Linked DNA regions of Capra hircus: region 1 is linked to region 2. The links are chromatin contacts, called in public Hi-C maps. All regions are on one chromosome and are shown on one strand. The core of a region is the stretch at or near the end of the contact, and the rest is flanking DNA. Distances in the headings are between cores, read along the strand shown. Region 1 holds the start of LOC102186814 (nuclear body protein SP140-like protein). Region 2 has its middle 68 kb from the start of CAB39.

Region 1 (3,359 bases), core at 843-3,342, 100 kb after region 2:
ACTATGGTGTAAGTCAGAATGGCCGTCATCAAAAAGTCTACAAATAGATGCTGAAGAGGGTGTGGAGAAAAGGGAATCCCACACTATTGATGGGAATGTAAATTGGTGCAGCCACTATGAAGAACAGTATGGAAGTTCCTTAAGAAACTAAAAACAGAACTACCATATGGTCCAGCAATCCCACTCTTGAGCATGTGTACAGAGAAAACCATACTTCACAGACATGCGTGCGACCCAGTATTCATTGCAGAATTATTTACAGTAGCCAGAACATGGAGACAACCTAAATATCTATCGATAGAGGAATGGGTAAAGGGGATGTGGTATATACATTCAACAGAATGTTACTCAGTCAGGAAAAAAACGCAACGCCATTCGCAGCAACATGGATGAACCCAGAGATTATCATATTAAGTGAAGTAAGTCAGAGAAAGACAAATATCATCTATCATTTATATGTGGGATGTAAAAAACTGATCCAAATAAACTTAGTTACAAAACAGAAACTGACTCACAGACATAGGAAACAAACTTACAGTTTCCAAAGGGAACATATGGAGGGGGGTTAAATTAGGAATTTTGGAGTAACATATACACACTACTATATAAAACAGACAAACAACAAAGACCTGCTTGTAGCAGAGGGAACTTTACTCAGCATTTTGTAATAACATATATGGAAAAAGAATGAAAAAGAATATGTGTCTATACATATATACGCGTATATGTACAGCTGAATTATTTTGCTGTGCACTTGAAACTAACACAATATTGTAAAACTATTATACTTCAATTAAAGAAATAAACAAACAACAACAACATAAAACTATGGCGTGTCCATTCCACAGAATAGTATTATATATGGCTGTTAAAAGGAATAAGGCAAGCCCATGATTATTAAGAAGATCTCTATGATTTTCACTATTAAACTAAGCGAAAATGCAAAATGGCATTTACAATATAATTCCATGTTTTAAAAAACAGGGCTCACATTATGTATGTAGGAAAATGAGTTATGTACATAAATGCAAATCTGGAGGGTTATGCCTACAACTCTAACAGGACCGGGATTGGAAGCTGCGAGGGGGTGAGTGGTGAACAGGACTTTTCCCCTCTCTCTACTTCCGTATTGTTTGAAATTTTATGAGCCAGACTGCATATGTATTTCTTCTGCATTAAAAAAATTAAAATTTTAAAATATTAAGTAATGTTATTTCTGATCCGTTACTAGAGAAAGATAGAAACACGACTTGTTTCCTTGTAGAGATGTAACCTGTTCCAGAATAGAAAATGAAACCAAACGTAAAATTACTCCGCCTGTGTTAGCCCTGGGCAGTTTGAGGCATTTCTCTTCCTTTTGTTTCTTTGCTCAGGATGGCTGGAGGAGGAGCCCAGGACCCCCAGTCAGAAACGAGATTAGTTCCAGAGCTGACAGAGGTGTCACCGACAGGACAGACGTGAGCCCACACCACCCAGGGTTTCAAAATGTCAGGGGTTTACCCTGAATTTTGTGTTTTCTAAACTACCTTCTTCGAAATGATCTATGCAAAGGTAGAACTGACAAGAGGGAAATGAGAGTAATCTGGGGTCACGAGGAAATAAAGCGTCATAAAGGACAAGGCGCCTTCAGGCAGACGGGCCAGCGGAGCCGTAGCTGCAAAGCAAGCAGTCATGTGTGTTGTGGCAGCAGGACTCAACCGGCAGGCGCCCTGAGGCTGCAGTTTGAAATCCCATCTCCTCGGCACACATTCCTGGCCAGCCCTATATGGCAGGCAAAGGTTCCCCTACACCAGGTGGAAAGCAAAGGTTCGGTGCAGAGTCCAAAGACAGCACTGAACAGCAGTGTGGCCACAGGGAAAGGCGGAAGAAGAGGGAGAAAGACTGACCTGGTGCTGAGCTCTCTGCCCTCTCCAGCCATTTTCCCGCCCAGCCTGGCCTGGGCCTGGGCTTGGCCTCTGATTCTTCCAGCCTCCCCAGCCTGGGTCCGGAGAGGCTGCCGGAGCCCTGAGCGCCGAGCAGGAAGTCAGCTCTGGGTCTCATCCAGGGCTGGCGGCTCCGCCCATGGAGGGGAAAACAGAAGTGAAAGTACTTGCCAGTGAGCTGTGCTGGGCAGACACTGGCTCCTTCCCTCTACCCGCAGCTCCCTGGTGCTTCCAGCCATCAAGACATGTGGTCCCAGGGATGCAAGACAAGGAGAGACACTCAGGGCCTGGAGGGCCAAGGGAGCGGCCGGGTCAGCCCCCAGGGGTCCAGCTGTCTGTGCAAAGGCAGCAATGATATCTGCGTGACCCCAACTGTCTGCAGGCTTCTGCCTTCTCAGGGCGGTTCAGAGTTTAGTATGGGGTCAAGAGCAAACTCAGGTGTGCCCCTTCCCCTTTGCTGAGATGGTTGTCAGGGGAAGAGGGAAAGACAGAGACTTCAGATCCTCTCTCCAGCCTGTGAGAGAGCCTGGACCAACCGAGTCAGGTCCCAGCATTTGGACACCGAGCAGAAGCAAGCCCAAATGCTCAGCTTTATAAAGTGGGGAGAACATTTTTAGCATTCCTAGAAATCAGCCAGGGGTAGGAGAAGAACCTCCAAGGCCCTGGGGCTGGAGAGTGGAGCCCAGTTGGTGATGTGGGTTGACATCTTAGGTGCAAGGGTCTAAGGTGTCCTGACTACAGGGTTGCTTCACCAGTGTAGCCAGGGGTTGACAACAGAAACCTGCGACACTGTCATGGGAATGCAGAGGCAAGAGGCTTCTCTCCAGACGGAGATGGAGGTTAGGACCCGGATCATGTAGAAACGAACGAGCAGGTAACCCCAGCTGAGGGGGTGACCCTTGGCCCTGGAGTTGTGTCTGTCCATAGATTTTTCACTCAGATTCTGTCATCCTTCCACAAACGATCAGAAGTGACCAGATTGTGAGTCAGAATGAAACCAAATCATGCGTGAGGATAAGAGGAGGGTTTCTACTCTCTGCTCACTTCTTTCTTTTCACTGTGGTCAGGACAGAGCCCAGAACTCCAATGAGGACTTCTTTACCAGTGGGCAGGGTCTCAGGGGTACCCGGTCCTGCACACATGTGGACCCCTCTCTCGCCCCCCTCACTGCAGCAGGTAGCAGGACTACTGACCTGAGCCTTGTCTGGCCAGGACTGTCCTCTGCCCCTGACTCCATGGGGCACAGGGTCCACACAAGGCTGGCACAGACCACACCTGCCTTGTCTAGGGTCCCTTCTCTCTCTCCTCTCTGTTCCTGGGCGGCAGGTGGACCAGGTCATCGCCGTGCTGCATGTTGAGATAAACATGCCAGCTTTTCTGTGGGCTTGCTTAGGGCCACCAAGATGAGAACCTGGAGTCAGAGGCTGCTTAGCTGAG
Region 2 (3,525 bases), core at 992-3,491:
TTTTTTGGAATTGCCTTGCTTTTTCTATGATCCATCGGATGTTGGTAATTTGATCTCCAGTTCCTCTGCCTTTTCTAAATCCAGCTTGCACATCTGGAAGTTCTCAGTTCACATTCTGTTGAACAGACTTTATTTTTATTTTATTTCTCCTTTCAGGACTTGTGATGTGAAGCTCTTTTGCTTATGGGAACTGTTTTCCTTGTCACGAGACTGGGAAACACTCATCTCCGGGCGTGTTGCTCCTGCTTCAGTGTCTGCTGCCCCTGCCTGATGCTTTTTGTGGATACAATTTCCTGGGACTGGAGCCATGATGCCGTCTTAGTTATGACTGTCAGTTTGAGAAAACTCACCCTGTTCTCTGTGTGGGACTCCTCATGAATGCATGAAGAGTTTGGCTCCGTCTGCCAACCACACACGTCACAGAAGGAGCTCCTACTGGAACATGACCTCTGGTGTCAAGCCACTTCTCTACACACATCACCTCCAGAGGTCACATCCTGCGCATGAACTCGTGCCGGGCAACAGCTATGACGGTGCACGGATGGAGCCCTCCCCAAGACGATGTCCACCCACAGCAACCCACTTCTCGTCGCCCCTTAAAAGACGGATGTCAGCTGCGGTAATGCTCGCCTTAATACCCAGATCTTTCTTCTCTGTGCAAGGCACCATGAGACTCCTCTTATAAGAAGCATTCTCAGATTCAAAATCTGTAAGGCAAGCCAGTGGAGGTCAACAGGCTGCGTGCTGAGGTGGAGGCTGTCCAGATGAATGCGCAGCACTGTGTCGCTGCCCTGTAGCTTCAGAGAGCCCTTGGTCCCTGCGGGAGTCCCCTGAGGGAAGCTCACCTGGTAGCACTGCCAGCCTAAGGGGGAGGTCCGGAGGGCAGGGATGTCTGGTCCTTGAGGACATCTAGGCCCAAGGACATTCTCAGGGACCGCTCAGCAGTGGCAGTGAAAAAGAGTCAAAGACATAGGATCCTCACAATTTGAACTAAGACCTCTCTGTCTAGGTCATGAATTCAATTATGGGCATATGAACTGCCAAACAGGAAAACTATCTCAGGCACCAATTTCTTATATTATTTCACTCCCTTTTACTTAGAAGGAAATAATGTCACTTCTGGGCTCCCCTGACAGCTCAGGTGGTAAAGAATACACCTGCAATTCAGGAGACCCCTGAGTGGGGAAGAGAGACCCCTGGGTGGGGAAGATCTCTTGAAGCAGGGATAGGCTACCCACTCCAGTATTCTTGGGCTTCCCCTGTAGCTCGGCTGGTAAAGAATCCACCTGCAGTGTGGGAGACCTGGGTTCAATCCCTGGGTTGGAAAGATCCCTTGGAGAAGGGAAAGGCTACCCTCTCCAGTACTGGCCTGGAGAATTCCGTGGACTGAATAGTCCATGGGGTCGCAAAGAGTCTGACACGACTGAGCGACTTTCACAATGTCACTTCTAGGGCTTCCCAGGTAGCTCACTGGTAAAGAATCCACCTGCCAAGTAGGAGACACGGGAGACGTGGGTTCCATCCCTGGGTGGGGAAGATCCCCTGGAGAAAGAAATGGCAACCCACTCCAGTACTCTTGCCTGGGAAACCCCATGGACAGAGGAGCCTGGTGGGCTACAGCCCATGGGGTGGCAAAAGATTCAGACAGGCTTTGCAACCAAACAAACAATATCACTTCTAATCTTGATTTTGAGATCTTTGTTTAGAGGATTAAAAAATAAGTTCTACTTTTTCAGGACTGACAACAGGGTGAATTAGGAGAGGAAAAGTTTTAAGACATTTCTAAAGGGGACTGATCAATGACAACATTCAGCCACCAGAGGGCAGTGTAGACGTTCTGAAGGTTCTGGAGCCGGGAACGGGGTAGAGGAAAAACCCTAAAAAATGAAAAAAAAAAAAAAAAAAAAAAATTTTTTTTTTAAAAATTGAAGGATAGTTGCTTTACAGCATTGTGTCGGTTTCTACCACATCAACATGAATCAGCCATAGGTCTACCTATGTCCCCTGCCACTTGAATATCCCTCCTACGTCCCCGCATCCTACCCTGAAAAATGCAGATTTAAAGCGAAGTTTCATTTGCTAAAATTAGAATTTTAAGAACGTGACCCCGGTGGTATGCCTCTCCTTTCATCTTGCTCTGTGTGCTCCGGATGAAAACTGACACCGGCCGCCGTTTGCAGCAGGTTCTTGGAGGATCCCGGACTGATCGGTTGCTGATTGGAGAGGTCTTGGGGTGGGGTGGCGCGGGTAGTGGTGTTTAGGTATAAGATCAATGGCAAGAGCAGCAGGGAGTGGAGGGAGGCCCTTGAAGGGGCTCAGGGCAGCGGCTATTTACCCACTGCGTCAAAACCACGTTTGATAATGTGCATCGCTTTAGAGGGTCGTCTTGGCTGACTTCTGCCCCACAAGGGGAGGGTGCTTTGGGAAAGTGCGTGGCTGGCTCCCAGAGGGCTGAGCTTGCGTCAGCAGCTGACTTCCAGTAAGCGACCTTGTGCCCGCGGGGAAGTCCCGACCCGTCCCGCGACATCCGGTGTTTGCTGGGCGAAAACCGCTCCTGCCTGATCGACCGTTACCCAAGCGCGGTCTCAGTTTCTCGTCCCTTGTCGATCCGATCATGATTCCTTCCTTTGGGGACAGGAGTTCTTCCTCATCCTGAAGGTCTTCACCTTTGCCATTAAGTCCACCTTGGCCAAACCTAGTTCACCCCAGGATGAAATTTAGGGAAAAGAGGAGGAGAGCCCCTGGAAGGCTCCCTTCAAGCGGAGACCCAGTGCTTTCTGCCCGTGCTTGTCTGGAGTTTGTTGAAACTAGCAGAATAGGAAGCTCAGGTGTAGCTCTGAGCTACAGAGCTGAGTGATCTGTTAGGACCTCACTCTTCTCTCTCTGAGACCTTGCTGGGTGCCTCCCACTCTTTGGCCAGTTTCTGCTAGTACAGCTGTTGTCTAAGTGGAGAGACAGAGTTTGGAGCTTGACATTTTGCCATCTTTCCTGACCCCCCTCCCATAATTAAGCCCCATAGTAAAACTGTTGTTCAGTCGCTCAGTCGTTTCCAACTCTTTGCATGGACTGTGGCATGCCAGGCTTCCCTGTCCTTCACTATCTCCTGGAATTTGCTCAAACTCATGCCCATTGAGTCAATGATGCCATCCAACCATCTCATCCTCAGTCGTCCCCTTCTCTTCCTGCCCTCAGTCTTTCTCAGCATCAGGGTCTTTTCCAATAAGTCAGCTTTTCACATCAGGTGGTCAAAGTACTGAAGCTTCAGCTTCAGCCTCAGTCCTCCCAATGAATATTCAGGGTTGATTTCCTTTAGGATTGACTGGTTTGATCTCCTTGCACTCTAAGGGACTCTCAAGAGTCTTTTCCAGCACCACAGTTCAAAAGCACCAATTCTTTGGTGCTCAGCCTTCTTTATGGTCCAACTCTCACCTCTGTACACAACTACTGGAAAACTCATAGCTCTGACTATACGGACCTTGTCAGCAAAGTGATGTCTCTGCTTTCTAATACGCTGTCCAGGTTTGT

The links. A called contact is a pair of places that touch in the nucleus more often than the background predicts.
Region 1: a contact with region 2 is called in a Hi-C map of blood, with 2.3 times the contacts expected there. The contact joins the promoter of LOC102186814 here to the enhancer-like site in region 2. A contact is called at or near these places in 4 of 5 Hi-C or Micro-C datasets (blood and liver).

The regions. Positions count from the first base shown.
Region 1 is chr2:17,358,874-17,362,232 of ARS1.2, forward strand. It overlaps LOC102186814 (nuclear body protein SP140-like protein), which reads right to left and starts at 2,093. Exons shown (of 22, transcript XM_013973246.2): 1 at 1,887-2,093. The coding sequence starts at 1,918.
Region 2 is chr2:17,256,155-17,259,679 of ARS1.2, forward strand. No RefSeq gene overlaps it. Among named protein-coding and RNA genes, the nearest start is that of CAB39, 68 kb to the left of the region's middle. Within about 2 kb of position 2,242, at least 3 of the 5 cell types and tissues checked have an H3K27ac peak or open chromatin away from gene starts, as enhancers often do.